Linked DNA regions of Delphinus delphis: region 2 is linked to region 1. The links are chromatin contacts, called in public Hi-C maps. All regions are on one chromosome and are shown on one strand. The core of a region is the stretch at or near the end of the contact, and the rest is flanking DNA. Distances in the headings are between cores, read along the strand shown.

Evidence for each region. A called contact is a pair of places that touch in the nucleus more often than the background predicts.
Region 2: a contact with region 1 is called in a Hi-C map of lung, with 3 times the contacts expected there. The contact joins the promoter of MVB12A here to the promoter of JAK3 in region 1. A contact is called at or near these places in 2 of 3 Hi-C or Micro-C datasets (lung and muscle).

Annotation. Positions count from the first base shown.
Region 1 is chr3:13,596,179-13,602,740 of mDelDel1.2, reverse strand. It overlaps JAK3 (Janus kinase 3), which reads right to left and starts at 2,424. Exons shown (of 24, transcript XM_060008077.1): 1 at 2,357-2,424; 2 at 1-73. The coding sequence starts at 60.
Region 2 is chr3:13,925,460-13,932,551 of mDelDel1.2, reverse strand. It overlaps MVB12A (multivesicular body subunit 12A), which reads left to right and starts at 5,308. Exons shown (of 4, transcript XM_060006693.1): 1 at 5,308-5,489; 2 at 5,619-5,717; 3 at 5,851-5,947; 4 at 6,941-7,092. The coding sequence starts at 5,400. The coding sequence ends at 7,071. It also overlaps the pseudogene LOC132421856.

The sequences.
Region 1 (6,562 bases), core at 1,175-3,674:
AGAGGAGAGGCTGCAGGAGCGCTGAGGGATCAGGGGCGTCTCCTCACTTGGAGGTGCCATGAGTGCAGCCTGCCTGGACACAAAAAGAGGCAGCCCCTCAGCTGTGATCAGGGGACAAGGCTACAAAGCTTCTGGGGTGGGGGTGGGGGCAGAGATGCTGATGGATGAGGTAGGGATGAAGCCGGAGAAAGAGGGAGGAGACAGGGACAGAGAGAAACTCAGAGATGGACAGAGACAGAGGGGGGGAGCTGAGTGTGCAAGGTGGGTGAGGAGCCATAACCCCCCAGGTGAGGGCTGTGCTGGGAGGCTGCAAGACGTTCACACAACTTTGTGTGAACTCACACTCCAGACTCTTGGTGCCCAGGACAGACATCTCTAGTCGAACTCCAGCCTCCACACATACCACTTCTCCAACCCTCCTCCAGACAGTCATGACCAATCAATCACAGATATAGGGATTTGCAAACCGGAAAGCAGATAGATACTGGCCTGTGCACATGGGTGGGGATAGAAGTGGCCATCCCTCCCTGTGAAGCTGGAGGATTCAAGCACTTCTGAGGCTGGGGCTAGAAGCTTTTGCAGCTGGTGTGGTGCATGCCTTGGGGGCAGATCCAGACTGATGACTCAGTCAACAGAGATCTCTGTGTCTGTCTCCCCTGCTCCCTACATCTCAGTTCCTTTCATCACTCCCACCATTAGGTCCCCATAGTAGGAAGCCCTCCCTGGGATAGGCCCAGGAGGAAACCGTCCATCTTATTCTCAGGCGTTCTACACCAGCCAACTTCCAGATCTCTGTCGCCCTGGGGGACCCAGAGCTCAGGACCCCTGGCTGGGTAGAGGGAGGAGTAGGGTTTCAAACCCAATGAGGAAAAGGGGGGAGACAGAGAAGATCCACGTAAATTGACCCAAATGAAGAAGATACAAAAAGAGAATGTTGGATAAAAACTATGTTCCAAAATAATAGCAGGACGGGGGCTGATAGCATTAATTAGAGTTTAACACACCCAGAATATAAGCCTGGGACTGGGGATAGGTAAAAACCCCAGGCTCTGGGTTCAAATCCCAGCCCCACCGTATTCTGGTTTCATGACCCCAGCAGGGCTTCCACTGCTGGGACGCAGCTTTCTCGGCTGTGAAATGTGCTGATTCCCACCTGCTTCAGTGAGGTAGCTTGCTGAGCCCAGCCTGAGCTGTCAACACGTTTAATCCACGCTAAGTGGCACAAATCCTTGGTGACATGCCCAGCAAGCCCTTGACAAATGCCAGATGAACCAGACAGGAAGGTCCCTTAGCACAGTGGTTAAGGGGTTACCATCAGGGAGGCAGGGCGTGGGGGAGAGAGAACTTTCCCCAAGGGACAGTCCATTGTCACCAGCTCCCAGACCAGGAATTGGAACGTTCCCGTCCCGTGAGCTCTGACCCTCCCCGCCACCACCCCATCTTGTCACTCCCCACAGAGGTGCCCACAGTCTTATTTCTAACAGTCGTCCTGATCTTGCCCAAATTTGCACCTTTATGTAAATGGAATCACACAGTGTGTCTTGTGTTTAAAATAAATCTTAAAGAAACATGATTTTTAGGGCTTCCCTGGTGGCGCAGTGGTTAGGAATCCACCTGCCAATGCAGGGGACATGGGTTCAAGCCCTGGTCCAGGAGGATCCCACATGTCACGGAGCAACTGGGCCCACAAGACGCAACTGCTGAGCCCGTGAGCCACAACTGCTGAGTCCACATGCCACAACTACTGAAGCCCACGCGCCTAGAGCCTGTGCCCCGCAGTGAGAGAAGCCACCACAAGGAGAAGCCCACGCACAGCAACGAAGAGTAGCCCCCACTCGCCACAACCACAGAAAAGCCTCCTCACAGCAATGAAGACCCAACGCAACCAAAAATAAATAAATAAATTTATAAAAAAAAAAACAAAAACATGATTTTTAAAATATCGAAAGTAAAAAAAGAAAGTCTGTCTGGAGCCCAGAAAAATGCCCCTGTTTTAACACCAAAAGTCCCGTATGCCAGGAAGGTTGGCTGGTCCCCCAGTGTTCTGGCCTGGGACCTGGGATTTTAGGGGCATCAAACTGTCCCCTCAGGGACCGGGAGCCCTGGGCGCATGCGTAATGATTCTTTCAGGTCCAGGAAGCTGGGAATTCGAGGCCTCCTATGCAGAACGAAACTGAGGCCCAGAGAGGGGAGCGCTTTGCCAGAGGCCACACACCCAGCTGTCCCAGCTCACATCTGGCAGCTGTCCTCAGAGGCCTGAAAGGCAAACTTGCCTTTGTCCCCAGCTGCGACCATCCACACAGTCTCCTCCCACGCCCATCCCCGACCAGAGCCCTGTGACACCACCAGCTCTTACCTGGAGGTGAGGACCTCTGGGCCAGCTACGGGACGGCAGAGGCGAGCAACAGCGGGAGGAAAGTCCCACTCGCTCCTTCCTGTGTGGGCCCCTCAGCTTCCTGAGCTGCTGTCACTTACCGAAAGTCATGGTCATGTGGGCGACGGGTTGGGGGGGTGCGGGGAGGGGCAGAAAGTTCCGGAAGCCTCTGCAGCAGCAGTCCTGCTCAGACAGGCTGCTGGAGACCCCAGACCTAAGGGAAGGGGTGACAGCACAGAGAAGGGCCCAGGTCACACAGGGGGACCTCAGCAGGCTCCAGGACTCACTCTCTGTGGGGCCCTGGCAACACCCTCGCTTCTCCAGCCTCAGTTTACCCATCTGTGGCATGTGTGGGTTGGGCACCTAGATTAACTAATTTCGCACCTAAGGAAGGGAACTGGGCTGGATCTGCCCAGGAAGGAGGCAGGGAAGTTGCCCCAGACAAAAGTCAAGTTCTCCTTCACGGTATTTCTCCCATGAGACCCTGGGAGGGATAATAGCTCACTATTGTGCTCTGTGCCCTAAGCCCAGCCCTAGAAACTGTGAAAACCAGACAGACCCGGACCTGCCCTCAGGCTCACTTCACTATCTGGTCTGGCAGGGAAGCAATTAATCATTATGGATAACAAAGAAAACCAAGGTGACAGGACAGGCGCAGGCTGGGGCTCCAGTGCAGGGGTCGGAGGCTCTGTGTAGAGGCCAGGATGGATCAAGCAGGAATCTGAAGCGGGATGAAGAGGGCTCCTGGCAGAGAACACGACAAGCGCAAAGGCCCAGAGGTGGGAGTGAGTCCTCTGTTGATGAGGTTTTATAAACATGAAAGCTGTTTATAAACATAAACATAAAAGCTGTTTTATGTTTTATAAACATAAAAGCTGTTTATAAACATAAACATAAAAGCTGTTTATGGCCCCAAGGGCGTGGCTGGTGCAGTGAGGAGGGAGGGGGATGGCGGGCAGTCAGCTGGGGTCAGATCACAGCGGAGTCTGATGGATGCTTTTTAACACCCCTGAGGCTGTCATGAGTGGAGGAGTGGGGCAGTGTCCAGGTCAGACCCAGGCCAGTGTCCTTAGTAGGATACACACCCCAGAAGGTAGAGCTTTGGGGATAGATTTAAGAGGACACTTGCATCTCTGTAATCCCGTCACAAGCCCTGGCACAAAAATGGCTTTGGTACGATTTTGTTGACTTTAATTCAGTCACCCACAGACACTTCTTGGGCACTTCCTGTGTGCAGGGCATTGGGGACACAGCAGGGGAGGGAGCAGACCCAGTCTCTGCCTGGTGGAGCCAACAGTCTAGTGGGGGAGATGACAATAAATAAACTATTATCCAATCAGTGTTTCAGTGGCCCTCGGTGCCAGGCTTCTAGGAGAAACGCTGAGTCTGGGAGGGATGCGTGGAGGAAGTGACTTTGACACTGAAATCCAAGGACAAGTAGAATTAACCAGAGAGTGATCTGGAGGCATGGGGAGTTCTGGCAGAGGAACAGCCCAGGCAAAGGCTGAGAAGCTGGGCAAGGTCACAGTGTTCCTGAGAAGGACAGGGTGGCAGGGAAAAGGTGTGCTGAGACGTTTGGAGGCAGCAGTGGGGCCTTGTGGGTGGAGGGAAGAGGTATGAGGTATGTCCTCAGCACAGTGGGAGCCAGAGCAGGCTTGTGGCAGGAAGTGCTGCATGGGAGCTTAGCCATAATATTTTTCTTTCATTTCCTGGGTGGCTTCAGCAGAGAAGAATGCAAACGTGTACTCCCATCCCTGGCCCTGAGAGGGAGGTTCCTGCCCTCCAGGAAGAACAGTGAGTCTCTAGGCCCCTGACAACTCTATGGTCACTGTGGTATGTTGAGAATGAGCAGGAGGGGAACAGAGTCAGGACAAAGGTGGCACCACCAGTCCCAGATAGGAGCATGTGACGTCTCCATGAGGAGATTCCAGGAAGCAGAGCCCAGAATTTGCCCAAGAATAAACTGGAGGGCTTCCCTGGTGGCGCAGTGGTTGAGAATCTGCCTGCCAAGGCAGAGGACACGGGTTCGAGCCCTGGTCTGGGAAGATCCCACATGCCGCAGAGCAACTAGGCCCGTGGGCCACAACTACTGAGCCTGCGCGTCTGGAGCCTGTGCTCTGCAACAAAAGAGGCCGCGATAGTGAGAGGCCCGCGCACTGCGATGAAGAGTGGACCCCGCTTGCCGCAACTAGAGAAAGCCCTCGCACAGAAACGAAGACCCAACACAGCCAAAAATAAATAAATAAAATTTAAAAAAAAGAATAAGTTGGAAACTTCAGTGATGCAAATATCCCAAATTTTCTCGAGGCAAAAAGCCATAAATACAAAGGATAAACAAATGGAACTGGAAACAAAGGTAAGCTCATGTCATGGATAAAATATCTTCATAATATAAGCAACTCCTAGAAGACAATAAGAAAATGCCAATGACTTAGCAGGATATGAATCCAGAAATCACAGAAAATGAAATACAAATGGCTGTTAAACCCAGAAAAAGATGCTCAGCCTCACTCATAATAAGAGAAATGCAAATTAAAAGCAGGATTGACCCTTGAATAACATGGGGTTGCACTGTGAGGGTCCACTGATACACACATTTTTTTCAATAAATATGTACTACAGTACTACACATTCTGCAGTTGGTTAAATCAGTGGGCCCTCAGATAGGGAGGGCTGAATATAAAGTTATGCATGGATTTTTGAATGCATGGGGTCAGCACCCCTCACCCCCCAAGTTGTTCAAGGATCAACTGTATAGTGAAACCATATGATTATTTTAATGGATGCAGGAAATGATAAAATTCAACACCTATTCATGATAAAAAGTCTTAGCAAACCATGTGCAAATGGGAACTTCCTCAATCTGGTAAGGAATACCTACCAAAAAAATCTACAGGTAATATTATACTTAATGTAAAAGACTGAATTGTGTCCTCCTGAGATTGGGAAAAAGACAAGGATGCCCATTCTCACCTCTTCTATTCAACATTGTTCTGGAGGTCATAACCATTGCAATGAGGCAAGAAAAATAAATAAAAGGTTTAAAGGTTGGAAAGGAGGAGGTAAATTTGTCCCTGTTTGCAGATGATATGATTGTTTATATAAAAATCCAAGGGAATCTATGACAACTACTAGAACTAATAAATGAATTTAGCAAGTTCACAAGTTAAAAAATTAATGTGTAAAGTTCAGTTGAATTTTTATATACCAGCAGGAAACAACTGAAAATGAAAACAATCTTAAATGCTATTTGCAGCAACACCAAAAAGATAAAATACCTAGGAATAAATCTAACAAAAGAAGTCTAAGATTGTTATACTAAAAGCTACAGATATTGCTGAGAGAAATTCATGAATACATAAATAAATGGAAAGAAATACCATGTTCATGGGTTGGAAGACTCAATGTTATTAAAACATCAATTGTCCCCAAAATGGTCTACAGAGTCAATGTAATTCCAATCTAAATTCAGCAGAATTATTTTTTTATAGAAACTGGCACTGACTTTAAAATTCATATAGAATTGCAAAGGGCCAAGTTGACTTTTAAAAAGAAGATAAAATCAGAGGACTTATTCTACCTGACTTCTAGGCTTATTATAGAGCTAGAGTAATCAAGACAATTTGGTATTGGTGAAAAGATAGACAGGTAGATCAATAAAACAGAATAGATTACAGTAATGGACTCATATAAATATAACCAGTTGATTGTTGACACAGATACTAAGGCAACTAAATGGAGGAAAGGAAAGTTTTTTCAACAAACAGTACTGGAACAACTAGACATCATATGGGAAACAATTAACATCAACGCTTACCTCACACCATACATAAAATTAACTCAAAATGGATCACAGACCTGAATGTATAACCTAAAGGTATAAGACATCTAGAAAAAAACATAGAAGAAAAATTTTTGCAAACTGTGGTAGGCAAAGTTGTCTCAGCTAGAAAACATTGATAAGTTAGAATTCATCATTTTGCTCTTCAAAAGACACACAGAGGGACTTCCCTGGTGGTCCAGTGGTTAAGACTTCGCCTTCCAATGCAGGGGGTGCGGGTTCAATCCCTGGTCAGGGAGCTAAGATCCCACATGCCTCATGGCCAAAACACCAAAACATAAAACAGAGCAATATTGTAACAAATTTAATAAAGACTTTAAAAATGGCCCACATCAAAAAAAAATCTT
Region 2 (7,092 bases), core at 4,059-6,558, 330 kb before region 1:
ATCTTAGTTCCCTGACAAGGGATTGAACCCGCGTCCCCTGCATTGGAAGACAGATTCTTTACCACTGGACCACCAGGGAAGTGGCCAAGTTCTTTTTCTGTTTGGTGTTTTATTTATTTATTTATTTATATTTTGGGGGCTTGCATTGGGTCTTCGTTGCCACGCGCAGGCTTTTGTCTAGTTGCGGCGAGCGGGGGCTACTCTCTGTTGCGGTGCGCAGGCTTCTCATTGTGGTGGCTTGTTGCAGAGCACGGGCTCTAGGCGCGTGGGCTTCAGTAGTTGCGGCATGCGGGCTCAGTAGTTGTGGCTCACGAGCTCTAGAACACAGGCTCGGTAGCTATGGCACACGGGCTTAGTTGCTCCACAGGAGGTGGGATCTTCCCAGACCAGGGCTCGAACCCGCGTCCCCTGCATTGGTAGGTGGATTCTTAACCACTGCGCCACCAGGGAAGCCCCTTAGCAAAGAAAATCCAGGTTGCACACTGCTCTGGGGTCATAAGGCATTTTAGCTTCACTGTGCTGAACGTGAGAAAGAATCCTAAAAATCCACTGGCACAGTAGCTGCCATGGAATCTATAGAAATACAGGAACAGAAAGTCCAGGACGCTGAGGAGATCCCCTGTGGGGTGAGATGCATATGCCAGGAGCACCACAGTGAATAGATAGTTTAAGTACTGCTGGTCAGTGTCACTTAACGCATTGGGTTTCTGGGATTTCTGTAGTATCTTATAAGCCCCTATGCAGCATAAGTGAATTACAGCCCAGAAATAAGCATCTGGATCAAACTGGGAGTCACTGAAGAGCAGGCACCCTGCGGCAGCCAGGAGGAAGGGGGCACTACAGATCTTTGCAGGAGATGTTTTCTCTTTCTGAAAACATTTCTGGTGCCCACAGATGATAACTTTGGCTACATTATGCAAAATGAGAAACATAGGAATGGCCAGTCTGGACAGTGCCCTGGAACCAGCATAGGTGATACCCACAAACAGCACTGAAGCAGGAAGCCATGTGAAAACATCAGATCTTGAACCGCTCTTGATCTCTGCCCAGCCCAGTTTCCATGACACATGAAGCAAAAGTCCACCAATTAAAGCCTGCCACCCTTGGAATAACGCAGGGTAGGTAAATTTCAAGACAGACAGGACATACTTGTTCGTGAGGTAAGAAGCCAGGTAGCAGGTACAAAACGTGAGGCTGACCAGGAACCGCCTCACGCACATCTGTCAATTTGCGCCGCTTCCCCGGGGAACCCGCGGGAGTCCCAGGGCCTCCGCGCAAGCCGGACCACCCAGTGGCCAACCTCTTGATCTTTTACTTAAACAGGGTATAGCCTCTCTCTGTCCCTGCCCTAACTGTTATCTTAAAGTGCCTGCAGGAGACAAAATCCAACTATTTACCCTTATTTCCATCTCAAAGTGCAAACGGGAGGCCAGTTGTAAATATCTAGCCTGGAGCCCACCTGCCTCTTGCCTCAGGAAATGTAAACAGAAGGCTAGTTGTAAATGTCCAGCCTGGAGCCTATCTATCTCCTGCCTCAATGGGGCTCTTGGTGGGAAAAATTGTTACTTGTTTCGGGCATCCTTATCTTAATCTGTGTTTCCTCTCCCAGCTACCTATGTTGCCTCTGTGCTATCTGCCTCCAGAGCCACATAGGCGCCTAACGAGCCACCTCCAATGCTAATGCAATCCCTGGCTGACTACTCAGTGCATATCGTGGAAGAGGGGGGCCATGTGAAATTGTAAGAGCTGGTCATGAGGGGCGGAGTGTTGGAGTGTAACCGAGAGTGGGGTCTGACTGCTCACTGCTCAAAAGCCAATAAAGAGACAAGGTTGGTGGAAAGGAAAGTTTGCTTTATTTTGGAGGCCGGCAACCGGGGGGCGGGAGGATGGACTCCTGTCCAAAGGCCAACTCCCTCTGAGGTCCCTGCATGCAGGGGCTACATGCAGAAACTGCACAGTCAGCTCTGACAGTCGTCTTGAAATTGGTCATGCGGTGGTCTGACCAGCATCATCTTCATTGTTTTAAGTACAGTTAATCTTCAGCTCCAGGGTTTGCTCCCATTTCTTTGAGGCCAGTTCTTGGAATTGCGTAAACTGGAGCAGCTTAGGTCCTGGCTGCAGTCTGGTCATCATGTAGTTAACTTCTTCCACCTGGTGGGGGGGTTCGGTATCTACAAGACAGCTCACAGGATATGGCTCAGAATATTATCTATAGCCCTTGAGAAGGAACTAAAAGTCCTTGACTATGCTTAGTGACTAAACTATTATTATTTAGTCTCGCTAGACTGTTTTCCTTTGTTTCTACATTTTCTTATTTTTCTGACTAAATTTATTCTTCGACTAAAATTTTTCCACAAACAAAAGGCAGGCTGAGGACATGGGGAAGGACCAACTACAGGGTCCTGCTCCGTTTCAGGAGGAGGTCATTGAGAGGACGTGGCTACCAGTTGACCCTCGAGGTGGACCCAGGGAACCAGAGGCCCCTCACCCCCTCTCCATCCTTGGAATGTATGTTCCACCCACTGTTCTCACAAAGGGAGCCATTTTCAAGGATGCAGCCTTGAGAGAGTAAAGTGTTGTTGAGACAATCTGAACGGTATATGCGACTGAATCCTGTTAAGATCTTTATATAAACTTTTAAGATTCTGGTAAGCAGTGTTGCTGCAAGAGAGAAAGTGGGGTATGAGAGGATGGTCACATCCCAGGTCTTAGGTGAGTCCCTGGGACGGCCACCAAGTGTGGGTTCTTGGCTTTGCACAGGAAAGAATTCAAGAGCGAGCCATAGTAAAGTGAAGGAAGGTTTATTCAGGGAGATACACATGCCACAGACAGAGTGTGGGCCATCTCAGAAGGCAAGAGGCCCCAGGATATGGGGTTGTCAGTTTTTATAGGGGTGGGTAATTTCATAGGTTAATGAGTGCGAAGATTATTCCAACTATTTTGGGGAAGGGGAGGGGATTTCCAGGAATTGGGCCACCGCCAACTTTTTGGCCTTTTACGGTAGGCCTCAGAACTGTCAGGGCGCCTGTGGGTGTGACATTTAGCTTACTGATGTATTACAATTAGTGTATACTGAGGCTCAAGGTCTAGTGGAAGTCGACTCCTCCGCCATCTTGGACCTAGTTGGTTCTAACTGAGGTAGGAGATAGATGGGCCCCTGGGCTGGACAGCTGGTGTTTGTCAAGTGGAGTAAAATTGAAGCTTTGTTCTCACCCAGACACTCCAAGGACAAAGCTGGTGGCAGAAGCTGAGCTCTGCTGAAGTAAAGAGATAAGATGACAACTCCTGAGGTTAAGGAAAACTTCCCTGTCTGCACATGCTCAGGAAGGCTCCTTGGGGGTCAAAAAGGGAGGGGGCACCACCCCATAAGTGTGGACATGCACCCACAGGCCTTTGCGGTGGGATCCATCTTAGCAAAAAGTTGTGCACGCATGTTGGGGAGTGACCTAGAACAGGTCAGATGTGGGAAAAGAAATGAGATAATTGGCCAAAGATAAACAAAGACCCGGAAGGACTGTCCTATATAAGGGATTTGTATCAGCTCTTTACTGCACTCTTCCTCATTAGAGAGGTGGCCCATACCCTTTCTCTCTAGGTGTGTATTTCTGCCTAGCTTTCTGTGTATTCTGTATTTCTGCCTGATTTAAATAAATAAACTTCTTCTCTGTGTGCCCTCCCATACACCACGGTGTCTCTAATAATAATAATATTGTCTAATAATAATAATATTATTGTCTCTAATAATAAACTTTGTACCTGTTTTTACAATTTTTGCCTCCTTGAAACATTCCTGCTTTCAAACGGGGGAAACAGCCAGGGCCCCTTTGCTTCTAGTCTCTAGCCCCTGGTGGTATAGTGGCTAGGATTCCTGGTTTTCATCCAGGCTACCCAGGTTCAATTCCTGGGCAGGGAACTGAGATCTCTCTTCAGGACCACTCACTGCCGTCTCTCCGAGATCATAACCAGTTTATGTCGTGTCCTCAATGGCTATGTCATTCTTTTAAAGGTTGTGCCCTGCCCCTTTCCTATCTCAGTGTGGAGATCTATTCATCTTGTGGCTGCCTGAGACAAGCCTCGTATATAAGTTCCCTCGTTTGTTAAACCTGCCACCTACAAATCCGGAGTGGTCTGCCTCTTTCTTTGGTTTCTCCTTGCCTTCTGTGTATGGGGGTCAGTTTCAAATTTCACCTGGGGAACTCCTGGGGTTGGGAACCAACATTCCTCCTAAGCAGTGGGAATAATGGGGTACTTCAAGGGGACCCCATAGTCTTGAGATTGTAAAGTGAAAGAAAGTCTTTCAGAAAGTTCTGAGGACTGTTCCACCGGTTAGAGGTCAAAGCACAGTTGTATAGTTTTTGAGTCAAGGTTTTGACAGTTTACGTAGTCCAGATCTGCACATACAAGGTGAGTAGTGGGTTATCATGACCCTTTACAGGATTGAGAAAGAAATGTTATTTCCTAAGGAGCAACCTTCCTGGCGCCGGAAGCTCTTTTCTTTCAAGCAGTCACTCCTGTGTTAAGGATATCTAGTTAACGTATAATGCAGATGCACAATGCACGCTAAAGGGGAGCAGGTAGTGGCCCAAACGGCAGAGAGAATTTTATGTTAAAAGTTTTTTTGTCCTGCCTTAAAAACAATTTTATTTCATCACAAATATAAAAACCATTATTTTTTTTTTCTCACAGGTGGTACAAAAAACAGGCAGTGGGCTAACCCAGGATATTGTAAAAAATTGGAAAATATACAGGAGTAGATAATATTCTCTTCCCTAGTTTTCCATATTTCCCCCTGAGGCGTGTAAAAGCATGTAGCCATGCTAAATGCTTTTATAACATTAAAAAAAAACTAATTGTATCTGTGAATAATTCCTCAAGTTACACCAAGATTTCATGGCTCAAGTTGGTCCGTATTTTTCGTTAAACTAATCGCAGCATAACACATGAAAGTGTCCTTTCGGATGACCTCCTGGAGCTAGAATTGCGAGTTTTTCATATTTCTCCCCCAAATTTCCGTGAAACACCGACCGTATCTCTGGAGTAGAGGCTGATACCGCAAGGAATTCTGGGGAATGTAGTTTTGGTTTGCAGCTAGCGAGACATTTCCGGCAGAAGTTGCTGGGCGTGAGAAGAAAGCGAGACAGTTTTCCGCAAACGTCGCTCAAAGGCCCACCGTGGGGTTGGGGGGTTGCGGGGCGGGGAGGGTGGGCATGAAGGGTGTGGCTGCTTGTCCCTACGCGTTTGGCCGGCGGCTTCCCCGGCACGCTCATACGGCGCTTCCGGGCCCCCGGTCTTGCAAGGCCGTCTGGGAGTTGTAGTTCAGACTCTTGCCCGAACTCCGAAGTCCAGCTGCGCCTAGGAGGTCAGAGGCCGTCCCCCGCCTTCGGTGCTTGGCTTGGAGGATGGATCCGGGGTCCGGGGCCGACGCGGCCCCGTTGGCTGGTTTGGCCTGGTCGTCGGCCTCGGGGCCCCCGCCGCGGGGGTTCAGTGCGGTGAGCAATGTCAGGGGACCAGGGACGAACAGGGAGAGAGGCGGCGACACCAGGGGCCGGGGGTTGAATGGGGGCAGAGTCGGCTGCGGCCGGGTAAGAGCCTGGCGCTGACCCGCATCCGCGCTGTAGATCTCCTGCACTGTGGAGGGGGCGCCCGCCAGCTTCGGCAAGACTTTCGGGCAGAAATCCGGCTACTTCCTGTGTCTCAATCCTTTGGGCAGCCTAGAGGTAAGGGGCCCTCACCTTCGGAGTCCCCGGGGTCCTCCCACTCCCCTTTGTCCATTCGCTGAGCTCTATGCTAGGCACACGGTCCTTGCTGCTGAGTGATTCTCGATGTATCCCCTCCCCGCCCCCCCGCCAGAATCCACAGGAGAACGTGGTGGTCGATATCCAGGTCCTGGTGGACAAGAGCCCCCTTCCGCCGGGATTCTCTCCGGTCTGCGACCCCCTGGACTCCAGTGAGTCCCCTGTCGAAGGCGGGAGTGGGGTGGGGGGTCAGGGGCACGTTCGCGTCTCTGCGGGGAGGGTCCAGGAAAGGAATGGAGGGACCACAGGCATGCGATTTTTGAATTTTGGCTGCCCCCTTGATGCACTGGGTAATGACAGTGTTGGCTGAGGACTCAGAGGCCTGATCTAGGGCGGGACGATGTACCCCACCCTGCGTAAAAATGTGCCATTGGTACAGTCTCTGTTCTAGAGTAAGTGTTCAGTCAATGCGACCTGTTTTATTACTGTTACTACGCCTTCTTCTTACACTGTAGCTAAGCTGATCCACGCGCAGTTCTATTTTCCACTTCCACGCTTTTGCACACGGGCTCCGGTTACCCTGGAGCTGCCCTCCCAGCCCCGACTGCTCTGCTTTCTAACCATCAGGCTCTCCCTGCCTCTTATGTCCTCTCCATGTCTTGTCATTTATATTTGGCTCTCAGCATATATCTACTGGTACTGGACTTGGCAAACTTTTCCTGTAAAGGGCCAGGTAGTAAATATGTTAGGCTTTCCAGCCCAGATGGTTCCTGTTGCATATATATAATATATACCCCTTTAAAAATGTAAAAGCCATGCTTTGCTCATGAGCCAGACAAAAACGGATTTGGCTCATAGGTTGTAGTTTGCTGACCTCGGGATTAGAGGGCTGAGGGAAAGTGTGTTTGGAGGGCCAGGATGGGTGTCCAGTTCTGTCTGATCCCACAGCTACCCACCCTCACTGTGGTGCCCATGGCCGCCCGATGAATGCTCCTCCATGTCACCAAAGATGAGCCTGCCCCAATGGCTCCTGAAAGCTTCATGGATTCCCCTCCTGTGGCTTTACCGTTCAGGATGTAACCGCTGACCCAGCTCCATCCAGACGGCTGCCTTAAACAGCACCTTGGCGAGCATTCTCCTGGAGCCATCTTTGGACCCCTTTCCTGCTTCTCCCCTTTTCTCATTCCCCTGTCCCTCACTCCCAGAGGCCTCCGTGTCCAAGAAGAAACGCATGTGTGTGAAGCTGGTGCCCTTGGGGGTCGCGGACACAGCTGTCTTTGACGTCCGGCTGAGTGGGAAAACCAAGACAGTGCCTGGATACCTGCGAGTAGGGTAGGGCCACCCCCCAGCCCTCCTT